Regions from separate parts of the Drosophila melanogaster genome. Here regions 2 and 3 are each linked to region 1. Evidence: chromatin contacts called from public Hi-C data. All regions are on one chromosome and are shown on one strand. The core of a region is the stretch at or near the end of the contact, and the rest is flanking DNA. Distances in the headings are between cores, read along the strand shown.

Evidence for each region. A called contact is a pair of places that touch in the nucleus more often than the background predicts.
Region 2: a Hi-C map of the Kc167 cell line shows a contact between it and region 1, with 2.6 times the contacts expected there. A contact is called at or near these places in 2 of 107 Hi-C or Micro-C datasets (the Kc167 cell line and the ML-DmBG3-c2 cell line).
Region 3: a contact with region 1 is called in a Hi-C map of the Kc167 cell line, with 1.7 times the contacts expected there. A contact is called at or near these places in 2 of 107 Hi-C or Micro-C datasets (the Kc167 cell line and the S2 cell line).

The regions. Positions count from the first base shown.
Region 1 is chr3L:1,574,098-1,578,668 of dm6, reverse strand. It overlaps CG13917, which reads right to left and starts at 1,970. Exons shown (of 5, transcript NM_139371.4): 1 at 1,538-1,970. Tmep (Transmembrane endosomal protein) reads right to left here. Exons shown (of 8, transcript NM_001299970.1): 8 at 2,339-3,681. The coding sequence ends at 3,398.
Region 2 is chr3L:2,486,818-2,491,388 of dm6, reverse strand. CG1146 reads right to left here and starts at 2,585. Exons shown (of 2, transcript NM_167951.2): 1 at 2,499-2,585; 2 at 1-409. The coding sequence starts at 266. All of the region lies in intron 13 of Svil (Supervillin), which reads right to left.
Region 3 is chr3L:2,183,510-2,188,080 of dm6, reverse strand. CG13810 reads right to left here and starts at 2,151. Exons shown (of 3, transcript NM_139440.3): 1 at 2,027-2,151; 2 at 1,713-1,958; 3 at 405-1,585. The coding sequence starts at 2,099. The coding sequence ends at 432.

The sequences.
Region 1 (4,571 bases), core at 721-3,220:
AGTGGTCACTGGTCAAGAGGAATCTAATTTAAAACTTATGGTTAAGAAAAAGAATCTTTCTGTTAGTAAAAGAATGGATCCTAAAGTTTCCATTAATATTTGTATTTTATGATGTCAATGAATCATATGAATGATAATGCTGCTAACTTTAATTTACTTCTATTTACCTATTTACCTAAGTTTCAGTGAAAAGATAACACTGGCACTTTCATACTTATGATAAGTAAACATAAACAATCTCGCGTTACTGGCGCCCCGATATGAAGTGATATCCGTCGTAATACCGTAGGCATTTTTGGGGCACTAGACTGATTGAGCCTCATTGATTGATTGGCGGAAGGCGCTAAATTTACTGAATCCTAAAAATAGCAACTTTGGCAACCTACTTTCCCAGAAACAATTAGGAGTTTCCGCTTCACTCAGTTATACTGGTTTCCCAATTTCCCAGTTTCAATCGATAGGTGATTTACCATATGAGCAAACGTACATTGTATGTGAGAAGTGTAGTATTTGGTCGAGATAAGGATAAGAAGTGCAGTGGAACAGTGACGCAGAGGAAGCCCCGCAAGTCCATTGGCCACTTGACTTTTGGCCAAATCGAAATGCCCACGCTTTTGGTTCTTTTGACTCGGGGTCCAGAAACAGCGTGCGCTAAGCGTATAAATTTAAACGCGTACAGCTGTTGGCATTTGAATTTCGACTGAGTCACTTAATTTGCGGTTCGCAGAATTTCGTGTTGGTTTGATTGATTAACTATAGTTGCTGGCATTTTCTCTTTTTGTCCGTGCGATGATGCTCTCGCATATGCAAATTGGGTTAATAACTGATTTCCATGTTTGCATTCGGTCTTAGATGACTTTTATTTTCACAGCTCTTACGGCCAAGTGGGTTTCTTATTGATTTTTCTCGTTTGCATGGGGAAAATGCACTGGGGAGGAGGCGGGGGAAAAAGTGGGCGGAGGGACCGCCAAAATACGCGTTTTTTTCTTATAGCGGCTTATTTGTTGTTTGCGGCTCACACGGATAGTAAAAGCCTGTATGCATGTGTGGGTAGGCGAGAGAGAGGTAAGGATAAAAGAGAGGGCGGAGTGTGCGGGAGAGAGAGAGGTCCGATTCCTACCCCAATTCACGCCTGCTGGCTCCAAAACAGCCCACGCATACACATGCAGGACGAGAACACAGCTGCAGCGGCGCTGATTTATTGATTTTTCCTCGGGATGCCATGCCATCACCCGCTTCCACCAATTACATAAAATGTTACTATTAATTTTCGGAGGGCAATCAAACGAAATGGCGAATAAAATTAGCCACAAAGGAGGTTAAAAATAGACTTTTCTCGTCCGCCCTTGAAAAGATTTTTTTATCAACCGTTTCTTTTCTACCTGCCATTTGCACAACACACACACGCACACACACTCGCAGAGGCGGCCAAAAAGGAGGCGAAAAAGGAGAGAAGATAGCAAAACCCACACGAAAACAGCAAAACTCCGCGATTTACAAGATTGTGTGTGTATACATATACTTGGCTTGTACTTACGTTTTAGTTAGTTCGGTTAAAACAAGCTTAGTTCGCAGGAATCGCTGGGGAAAATCTCGTTTTCGTACTCCTCTTTTGATTAATTTATTGCTTTATTGCACGACACTTTCATTGGCATATTTCTTTTGATTTCTTGCGCGTTGCATTTAATTCAGGACTGAACAGGATTTTAGCTTGTTTTTTAACTACGCGCTTGTTGTTGTTGTTGCTGCTGCTGCTCGCTGGGCAAAAAGAAAACTGGTTTTTCCGCACAACTTCGTTTTTTCGCTTGCGTGTTTCTCTTGTTTTCTGAATAATAAGCCGATAATCGCGGCAATTGGCATTAGATTTAGAACGCGGCCGAATCGATTCTTTTCGCAGGTCCACTGTTAAATATTCTTTCGGTTTCTTTTAAAAAATTTAACGCCGCGACAAAAAACGCGAGCGATTCCTGCGGTTTAAAGGGGTTTTGCAGTGTGGCCGCAGCCGGAATGTACAAAGTTACTAGCGAGCGCGATAAAGGGACCGTTCAGCCTAGACACGTCAATACCAAGTGCTTACACCACCGCAGACTTAAACCCTTTCTTAAATGTACAATAAAAAAGGTGGCAACAAGAGATGGATCAATTTGAATGCTAAACATAACGGTTTTAATAATTAAATTTTAAAATGAATCAAAAATTTTACTTTAATGAATACAATAATTAACAAAAGAAGCCTTTTTGAACAACCAACGCATCTTATAAAAACTATAAACCTTAACTTACCAATAATTATTACCAATCATAAATAAAACATTGGATATATTATATACATAAATGGATTTAGAGTACTTTATGACATTTACTTTATTCTCATTTCATATTAATAACGAAAAAAATGTACATAAAAACGTTGCTGCCTTGGTTTTCCTTCACTTTGCCCCCGATAATTATACATAATTTGACGTTTCCTACGTTTCTTACGCTCTGCTTCCGGTTCCGGTCACCACGCTGGTCCAGAAACACACGTAATTTGATGGGAAGCCTGGCTAGATATCAAAATACTGTTCTCGACCGATTTCAGACCGATTTCAGCCAATGGTCTGGAGCACCTCGTTTTCTCTGTACAGGGTAAAATTCTTTTATACACTTCGGGCCCGGAAATAGTCCTATTACTTGGAAACTGGTTTCTGGACCTGGTCTCATTCATTCAACTAACGAATTCGCTATAGGTTAGCTATGTATTGTGTTAAGTATGCTTTAAAAATTAGCCTTGGCTTATAAATATATTTGTGTGTAGATTTTCCTCAGCTTTTCCGCCAGTTTATTGTAGAAGCAGCCTGTAGACGGTTCGTGAGACGCAAGAAGTGCATTTGCAGTTCGGTTTTCGCTAGTTTTGATTTCTGTTCAGTTTTTTTTTTTTTGGTTCGCTTTACAATTGAATTGTCAGACAAATGTACACAAGATAAATGGAATCAAAGCGAATCAAATTACATATGCGGTGTAAAATTACAAAATACCTTTGCGCAGATTAAGTCGTATTGGGGTGGTGGACCACTGTAGTCTATAGATAATGCTTCAAAATTCTCTATATAAATCATCAAATTGGTTAAAGCAGAAGTGCATCCATTAAAATAAAAAAATTGTACTGAACTTATCCATAGACTACACTTCTCTAGCCACACACACCCCACTTTACAGGGTATATCATTACGTTATCTTTAATCTTCCGCCCAATGGGTCGTGTGATGCTGCTCGGCTAGGCTACCTAAGATTATTGTACAAGCGACAGAATCAGCACACTGGATAGACCAAACGAAACGAATCGAATCGGATCCGAACGAAAGACTCGATTTTGTTAACAATAAGTGGGACCATCGATCCCGATCTCTCCATTCCTCTACTGGTACTCATCGTCGCTGCTCAGCAGCATGGTCTTCTCGTTGTAGTTCTGGCTGATGGTCGCCACCCGCTGGCCGCCGGGCTGGAACTTCCTCTGGTTGCCCAGCGTCTTTGAGGCCATGCAGTTGCTGCCGCCGTTGCCGCCAGATCCTGGTCCAGTGGCCACCGCATCGTATCCACCGCTGGTGGGCTGCGACGCCTGCATGCCTCCAGCTGCTGCTCCCGAGCTGGGATCGTCGGGATCGTAGCTGGAGACGCGAATGCCGCGGGAATTCTTGCCACCTGTGCGGGTTTCATTGGAGGGAATGGACTTAATCGTTACGGGTCACACAGATCGAGGGTCTAACTTATTAACAAGAAACATTAGATCATGCCATGCTTGTCACAACCATTCCTCGATTAAGTATGTTACTGAAGATTTTAGTTATTAGTTAATTCTACGATAAAAATCTTAATCGAGGCACGGATATATGATATATATAGTTGGAAAGAGGCCAATAAACATGCAACGAAGAAAACGAGGCGAGGCAAACAGTTGTCAAGCTTATCGTACATTTATTGCTAAGTATTTTAGATATTTTATACAATTGGTTTAAACATTTACAAACAGAAGTAAATAGAAGGACGACGAGAGCTTATCACAAAAGGGTGGTCAAAAGGGGAAATCAAAATAAAAGAAGGAAAAACTTCGTTTTTGGTATCTTTGAGCGAAACGGAAACACGTAAATAAATGCTGAGGGGAAACTAGCTTGAAGATCGCTTGAATGGGGAATCCTGTTCAGCGACTGCCATTGTTGCATACAGTATAATAAAATCTTTGTTTACAAATACATAATATTGTACAATATTATAGTTCGTTTCGTACATAGCTAACGTCTAAATAAGTTGTTTTAAAAAACGCTTAAGTTTAGGTGTAGAGTGTAAACGTAGGAAATACAGAAACACAGACGCAGAGGCAACTCTAAAAGCCCTGAACTCAATGGACTGGCTAAGTTAATTTCTGTTCAGCTTTCAGCGTTTTGTGGAGTGAGTAAGTAAGTAACTAGGCCTAGTACGTATCTTCCTCTCTGAGCTTGGTTTCGGGGGATACTGTGGGGCATTAAGCTAGGGCTAAGGCGCTAGGGCTATAAGTACACTTGTTTGCTTCGCTTTCGGATCGCGTCCCGCTCGGA
Region 2 (4,571 bases), core at 1,336-3,835, 910 kb before region 1:
TTGGGATACACCCGGGTCACTGGCTTCCTGGCCTTGGGCTTCACCTTTCCGGCGACCTGCTCCTGGCCCAGAACGTGGCAGCATAGCTCTGGGCCGTAGCAGCGGTGAAACATGTTCCTGTTGGCCTCGTAGTCCGCGTCCGCGAAGCGTTTCATCCGGATGAGGGACTTCGGCAGCAGGGTGACTACCACGTAGGAGACGAGGAGGTAAGGTAGCCATTCCGCATACTTCCAGGCGGTTTCCACGTATTCCGTGTAGTCCGTCATGCTCGCTTTGTTATCACAAATTGCAATTCGATTTGCTTGGCGGTATTTATTAACTTTTACCTCGCTTTTCCGCTGATATCGTTTTTTTCACTTTTTTTTATATTGTCGATAAGGGCAAAGTTTTATTATGACATCACATCACTCTGCAAGGGGATTGGTTAAATAATGGGATATTTCATTTATTTATTCACTGCTGGCAGAACGGAACACATTGCAAAATATTTACTTGGAGTTTTTATTTATTCAGCAATGTCTTCCGTGACTGGTTTATTTACTTAGTTCGCGTTTTTCTTTTTGTGTCCACAAAAATATATGTGTGTATGTTCTGAAAATTATCCAGATCTCATTGGACGTTCAGTTTCTAAAGTGTTTTCAAGAGCTGGTCATTACACTTCGAAGATTTTGATTCTTTCTTTTCAAATATTTTTAGGTATTTATGTATTAGTTTCTTGTTTATCCAAGCTTTGTTTTCGGGTTTGCAATGTTTTGTACCGGTTCAGCTTGAGTTCAATTTGTTTTGAATAAAAAGAGCTTGGTAAGACATTTAAAAAATTATGAGTGACATTCAAAACATTGCAAACTCCTATCCAAAGTTTCGTAGTTTTAAGGATAACATTCTCACACACCCACACACCTTTCTTCAAGTGGTGTCCACTGCGTTTTGCACTTTGCGACTGCCGCTTGCATTAATATTTATATTTATATTTCCATTAGTGCGTATTTTTATCTTGGCCCGACATCTGATAGCCCGAGCTTTATTTATTTATTTATTTATTTAGCAGCTATTTAGTTTTTTGCGAGCTGTTTCGGATCGGATTCTTTTGTTTCTTCAGCCGCTTTTTGTATTCCGTTGCGCCTCGCGGTCGTTCTCCTCTCTTCGGCTCCTCTTTTCGAACTCAGACGTGAACGCGAATGTCGATGCGAAACTCAGCGGTGCGATGCGAAACTGCTCCCCAAAGCGGGGAGCTTTTGCTCTCCCCCACGCTCTCTTGCTCGCTCGGCTGCTCTCTTTGGCGAGCGCAGTCGCCTTAAGCTCGCTCTTCAAGAGAGAGCAAACCTGCTGCACTTGCGCAGAATTCTTCTTGGCAATCTGATGATGCTGTTGCGCTGTTGTTGTTGTTCGGGCTGCCATTGTTGTTGTTCTGGTTGGGTCAAGTAGTTGGTCATGTCTGATAAGAGCGTGCGCGTGCGAGGGAGCCAGCAAATGGGCAACTTTCATTTCAAAGAAGTTCTTTTAGCAAACCTTAACCCTTTGCGAAATTTATACTGTATGTATAACACTGACATAAGTATTATAATTTTTGATTCTGAGTTTTGTAGTTCATTAGTAGCATGTTATATTTTTCAGCTTCTTTTAGGAATATATCTCTTTCAAAATTAGTGTAAATATTTGCTGCGGTTTCCACATTTCCACTGCGCTCTGTATCATCTTCGGTTTTATTATATTTGCCTGGTTTATCAGAGACGCGACATATGCAAACAGCTCACGTAGGTAAATAAACCAAATATAGAAAGGCACGATCAACAACAACAAACGGAGCAACTGGGGTGCCTCTTTGTGATTTATGGGAATTAATTGCTAATTGTTGATTTTGCGCCCCTTAGAAATTTGTGTCATCTTTTTGTAAAATCTTCCCATCTAATATAGACATTTGCATCGCGACTAGATGTGAAAACAGATGCGCCTTTCGGATTTCAGAACACATTTTGTGTCGAGCAGAGTGAAATACTTATTTCTGAATCATTTGCGTGGGTTCTGGTTCTTTTCTACGCGATTTGTAATGGCCAAAGAGATTGCGGTCACTTCGGAGATTTCATGTCAAATCTTATTTTATTTTGACAGTCGCACTTTGAGAAAGTTTTGTATTTACAGGTGGGTGGGTAGTCACGTATGTATGTGTGCTTATTTGTGCACACAAGTGGAATAGCCAGCCTTGAAACACTTTGGTATTTATATATCGCTTTTCATAATTTCATATTTCACTTTTTCTTTTCAGCCGCTGCCAAGCGAATGCGAACAAAAAACAAAAAATAATAGATAAGTAAAAACAGTGCCATTCGCTTCCTGCTGCATTCGACAGTTTATGCAACTCAGGAAACCACTTCGCATTACTTTTTATGCAACTCGCAGCGGGCCTCCAGTTTTATTTTTATTTTTAGTTGTCGCTTATCAATTTTAATGTCAATTGAAACCGGCAGCGGGTAATAATGCATACTAATAACAATAGCAACAATGTCTGGCGAATCGAGAGCTCAAATCAAACTCGAATTGCCGCTGCGAAGTGCGAACCACTCGCTTCCAAGTCGCGATTGAAACTGCCTCGTAAATTTACAGACCGCCGAAGTCGGGAACTCGGGATCGCATCGTATCGCATTGGATCGGATTCTTCAAAAGCCGGGTCTTCGAGGAAAACGAAGCTCCGAGTCTCCGACGACGAGGAGGAAGACGAAGCTGCCAAGACGACAGCTAAGAAGGCTTTTTAAATTAAACTAAGCGTAGTAAACAAGATCATTGTGGGCATGCCGTGAAAAAGGGTAAATTATAAAAAGGGTGATTTTAATGTGACAAATATCAGCTATGAAACTGAACAAGTAATGGTTCTTTGTAATTACTACTCAATTCTTATTTCGAAATACATTATTGTTAAGGAAGCTGTTTTAAGTCTTACTTTTACATGGTACCAAAACTTAACAAAAATTCGATCGTCTGTATACACACACATTTTCTGTACACTTCGTGACTGGAATGTGACCAAATAAAAAGGGACAACGAAATTTTTGGGCTGGGCCCACATCTGCCCAAGCTGATGAGATGAATCACCAGAGAAGAGAAGAAGGCAGCCAAGAAGGCCTAACGCGAAATTCATTTAGTCGCACTAAAAATAAACCAATGCAAGTTCAGCAACTTGAGGCACAATGATGTAATTGTCTAAAAATTCAATAGCTGCCAAGAAACTAAGAAAAAAGGTAGAGGATCGAGAGCAGCAAGCCACCTTATCTCGAGAAGTAATGAATCACATACAGAAGCAATAAAAGTAATCAGCAATAAGCAGGCATTCTTGCAGCTTGTAGATACATCGGCCAGATACAGATACAGCAGCAGATATATATATATACAGATACAGATACAAACGGGGAAAACAGAGGGCCGCAGTTGATTTTAGAAGTTTATGAACAGCTCGGGCTACTGCTGTTTTTCTGCCCCTTTCCGCCGCTGTTGTCACTGATGCGAGGGCATGGACTAATGAACAAGTACAGCAGCAACATCAACAGCACCGCAGCAACATTGCAGCATTGCAGCAGCAGCAGCAACTGCAACAATGATAATGAAGTAGACTGCGGCGAGCCGGAGCACAAAACTGCAAGTATATCAAATTTACAAAACAATTTACAACAGCAGAAGGCGAGGCCTGCAGCTGGAAGATGAGCACGTTCAAGATCTCCAGGCGGAGATCAAATGCTGCGGACCCTGCGAAGCCCCTAAAACAACAACTTCTGCCAGTTAGAAGCAGTCCAAAAGCAACCTTCGTTCGCCTCCTTTTCCATCTTTATTTCTTCACTTTGTAATTGTTGCTACAGTTAGGGAAAAAAGGTAAGTAAACTGCCCAAAAACATATATTATTTCCAAGAGCCAAGTGTTTGGTTTAATCAAAAAGTTAAAGATCAGACAAATATATTTGAAAGATATATTTTTTCTTTTTGCTTAGGAAGCAAACATTAATTTTCCAGTTGACACATTTTTTCTCTGAGTGTCTGGTCTGGCTGCTGTAGTTGCCTTTGGTTTGCTTTCTCAGATGCTGCGCTTGCCACAGCCCACAAGGCAAGTTTGGAAAATTATGGCAAAATGTAAGTTGGCAGTTGCCTCCAAATTGTGAAGGCAGGAGTAGAAAACTAGACACTGTCTATATATTTTTAGCTGCCCTCTTGGAACCGAAACTCCTGGATGCGAGATGCTGTGTGCTAGATGCTGTATTCTGGATGCGGCACTCTGGCGAGCCCTTCATTACTATGCGCATTTTCATTTGCTCCACTCCGTTTGTTCACTCGCTTTCTGCGATCGCGGCCTGATAAATTGTGCTAAATTACAAAGATTTCTTTCTGCCTTGACACGCGCTTGGGGACTGCGTCAAAGAGTTGGGCAGACTAATTGCGCATACGCCACCTGGGACGTCTGCCAAACAGCGCATGAATACGAGTGTCTCGCGTCCATCAGAGCAGAGAAAACAGAAATTCATCTTAATTATTAATAAATTGTACTATAATGGGCGTCAAGTGTCGTGGGGCGGAAAATGAGGGTAGAACTTT
Region 3 (4,571 bases), core at 902-3,401, 610 kb before region 1:
TGGCCCACCCGACTGCACAAGTTCGTCTTTCAAAGCCTTTTTTCCGACGGACTTTATTTCTATTGAGCTGTCGAAATCATAATGCCCGACTCATAAATAATTAATAATCTCCGAGAACGGCTTATTACAAAGCAATGGATTTCTGAGCGCCTGAAGCTTAAAAATGCTTTATAAAAAGCAAAATTATATGGTGGAATTAGTTGGCAGATGGATTAAGTGTATTTGTGGTACGTAAAGAAATTGCTTCTTCGAAAAATGTTTAGGTTTATGTATTAAATAGAGAATATCTGACAATGACTTTAGATGCCACTGTACACTGGCGATGAATATAAATAACAGAGCAAATCCAATGACAGCACTACCGAGATTGAGTAATGATTGGGATATATAAAACACAATCGCTTGGCGGTTTAAAGTGCAACACTTTATTATCAGAACTTGTCGCCTTTGTGGTTCTCCGCGGTGTCACTCCCGCTGATCGGATACTGCTGAAAGACCCTGCTCCTGCCCAGCTGCACGGATTCCAGCTGGTTGGCGGGCTTGTTGTGGGCCAGAAAGTGGTTGGTGTGCCAGAACTGGGTCTGCTCCGGGGGCAGCGACTTCCGTCGGATGCCCAGCAGGCGGTTGCGTACATCGACAAGGCTGGCGGAGTGCGGCTGGAGCCACTGCACCACAGGAATGGCCAGGGCAGTGAGTCCCTGAGTGATTACACTCACTATTATCAGGGCAATCCATGTGTCCGTGGCGTAGGACTCGTATTTGGAGCCCTCCATAACGCACAGTTGCAGAATGAATCCTGCGGCCAGGGCCAACTCTGTGTGGAGAAAGGGTGAGCACTCCAGGAGCCAGTGGATTCCCTGGCTCGAAAGCACACCCATTGTGATGTATATGAGGCAGAGGAACAGGAAACAGTGTTCCGACTGCTCATCGCTGTAGATGCACAGCAGAGCCACAATCGAAGTTATCTGAATAAGTCCGAAGAGTAGGTACACCAACTTGGGGGTGTATCTCATCAGGAGCAGTGCTCCAAAACTGGTGCCAGCCGAGTACAGGACAAAGGGTATATAGAGCTGGGTTTGCTGCAAATAGCCCACCGTGCTGCTCCACGTTAGCTGCATGTAGGTGGGTGAGAAGAGAAGGCAGCTCTTCTGGAGGCACACCAGCGATCCTCCCAGGATCAGCACCAGCCACTGCCGGCTTTCCTTCAGTTCGTAATCCGTTCTGTCCACAAACTGCGCCAAAATCGCCTGGCGCGGCAGAAAGACCATCTTCTCCTCGTTGAGTAGATTAAACACCAAATCCCTTGATTCTTTGTAGTTAATGCAGCCAGTATGGTGCAGCAGCTCGTTTAGACAAACCAGGCAGAGTAAGAGCAGATTAATTCCCAGAGCAATCAATCCGCTACGCTGCGGTTCCATCTCGTTGAAAATCACAAATCCTGTGGCCATTCCTCCGGCATACAGTGAGTTGGCCAAAGCGATTCTGGACGGTCGTGATCCTGAGGCATCACAACGCAGGCTCACGTAACTAAATCCGGCCAAGTACTGCACACTCAATCCCACGAAGCTGAAGTAATAACTAACAGCTGGCAACAAGAATGGAAAACTTAACCAAAAGGTTTGCAGATGTCTCTGTTTTTTATATGTCAACCCTAGCACATTCGTAAACATCTCTCTGATTTTATCGGGAAACGAATTCCATCGATTACTCACCCAGCTGTCTAGTCAGCATGAAGCAGCTCCCCATCAACGAGCAGAGAAGCCCATAGAAAATAATATAGTAGTGATCGTAGCTGTACTGCTGTTTCTTGTGCTTTCTGAGGGTCCAGCCCAGGGTTAGAGCCAAGGCCACCAACCCGCCCACCAGGGCGTACCAGTGAGGCCACAGGTTGTCGTACACATAAGCCGACTTGGCGTAGTAACCCAAGGAGAAGCCACTGGCCCACAGACAGCCGAGGACTGGGAAGTGGCCAGATGGCCAAATGGAAAATAAGAGCTTCGGGTAATAGAGCCTGCAAGGGTCTTACCCAACAAATCCGGAAGTGACAACATGGCCATGAAACGCTTCCACACGTTATCCACCATCGATGGCAGCCTCATTCGGTTGGAAATTTACAGCACATCTACTCCAAGCGGAACGCGAGTTCGAAATGGAGATGCATTCGAAGTTTTGGTACTGCCGCCAGGTGGTTATCATCACTCGATACCCGATAGCACATCTTCTTGGGAATGTCTCCAAGGGAGTGGATAAGATAAGGTGTTCGGAACAAGCGACACCCTAATTAAATGCAGATGATGATGATGATTGGCCATAGAAACGCCAGCAAAGTATGGGAGCAGAGTGAATGAAGTTTCACAAGCGAATATTTATAGTTTTGGCTGGGGAAGTATGGCTATATATAGCTAACAGATACAATTGAACTGCAGCAGGGGGTCCGAAATGTATCTATAAGTTCTACGTCAGCGGCGGTCTCGATAACAATGTTATAAATCATGATGACTACAAATTAATATCATATGTTCCTGATTAATTCAAGCACTGCTTGAATCACTTTGTTTAATCGTGCTCTTATCACTATGACTCTATTCCTCATTCCAATTTATTGACATAATTTATAACATCGAATATCCCCGAGGGTTCGCATAGGAATGATAAGAGCGGGAGTAGTGAAACACAAAGCCATTTAAAGCCAAAAACAATCCTTTTATGATTTAGTATATTAGCTTTGATAGCTATTTTAAATGAGGTATCATAACTTTTATTCAAGTAATGACTTAATTAAGTTGTCGATAAATCTTGTAAATGAGATATTTATTATATGCATTTCATAATTGCTCAATATGGCTGCATAATTGGTTTTGCCGAAATATATTCTCTATCCTCGTTCTTACAGCTTCCCAGAGGTAAATAATATTCCCTGTTGGCCACAACTAACCCAAATTAACCTCTCCTCCCATCATGACATACTTTCCATCTTTCCATCTCCTAAAGTCCGGTGCTCCCCTTCAAAAAAGGACCCATTCGCCCGTCTAAGCAAGCTCATCTGAAACCCGACGCTAAGTGCATTCTTATTTACCACAAGCCCAAAAGCATGCTACACATTTTTGTGTGTTCTGCTGGATCCCCGGGGGTTTTATATGCACAAGATGTACAAGATGTACGTATACAGCAGCACCCTCTTCTCCTTCCTTCCCAACCTCTTTACCTGGGGCTGCATCACGCTAATTAGTTGAAGTTGTGTTGCAAGTGTTGCAGTTAATTGACTTTTGACGACCCGTTGTCCGCTGCAGAGGAAGGGAATCTCGTCATGAAGGAGGACGAGGAGAAGGAACCGGAGCTGCAAAATCCTCGGTTAACCCCATAGCTTTTTATGTGAGGGTTTTTTTTTTCTAGCTGCACTCTTTCCACTATCCGGGCGAAGGATTTTCGCTAAAGTTCACTGGGATTTACTTTTCGAGACGCTTATGAATTCAATGAAGCAAACACTAAGCTGCCTCTCAGCACTGCTCCTTTGGCCCTCGGAAAAGTGTTGCCTTTTCGAGAATGCTCGGGGCCAACTATCTCGCTTTTTCGCTTTTCCATTCGTTTTCCCAGCTTCTTCGACTGCTTAACAAGATTTGCGCTGTAATTACGCATTAAATAAGTCCGGGGAATGCAGTCTGCTGCCCGCTACTCCTTATAAACACTTCACGTCTTGGGCCATAAAACTAAACACATTGTGCGGCCATAATAATAAATTCTGTTCACTGGCAGCTGCAAGCTGCAACCAGCGTAAATAATAGCAAATGAAATTATTTTCTAATGGTCTAGAATCGACCGTTTGATGGCTAGTAATATAATTTAAGCACCGCCATGGGAGATAGCGATGGCGATGGATTGATTTAACCACTAAATACTCTGGAATTGTTTCCGTTCAGCCGTTAAGTAGTTAAAGTTGATTTCTCTTGGAAACTATAGAATATAAACTTTTATTGAAGCATAGATACATTGATCCTTAATGTGGTTTTGCCACAACGAAGGGAGTACCTATAAAGTGCATTCTATGGGAATTTCGAAAGGTAATGCAATGCACCTTTAAGAGTAATATCATAAGCTTAGTGCTTTCTGTGGCACCTCCGCTTGCCGCTTGGCTTGCCTCATGCAATTTAACTAGAATATCAATTTATGCGATCTGAAATACCCAGCGATACCCCGTGGCCATCGCTTGCAACAACTGCGATGACGACGACAACAACCGGGAAAGTGCATTTAATTTCGCTGAAGCGGCCACTTAGTGGCCCTCGACAAGTCGGAGGAAGGGAAAGCTGGTGGTGGTGCTGTTGGAGGCGCCTCCTTTCGTTGCATAAATTAAATTAAAGCTGCGCCAGTGAGCCACGGAACCGCCGCACAACAATTACTCAGCGGGCAAACGCCTAAATCATGTTGCACAGCTCGCTCGGGGTCCGCCCCGCTCCGCCCCTCTCTTCACCCATGACCTTCAGACATTTGCAAATGTGTAAACATTTTTCAGAGGCACCCCCACCACCCAACCACCCACATCCACCCATTTGACCGGGTGGCCAAAAGCCAGC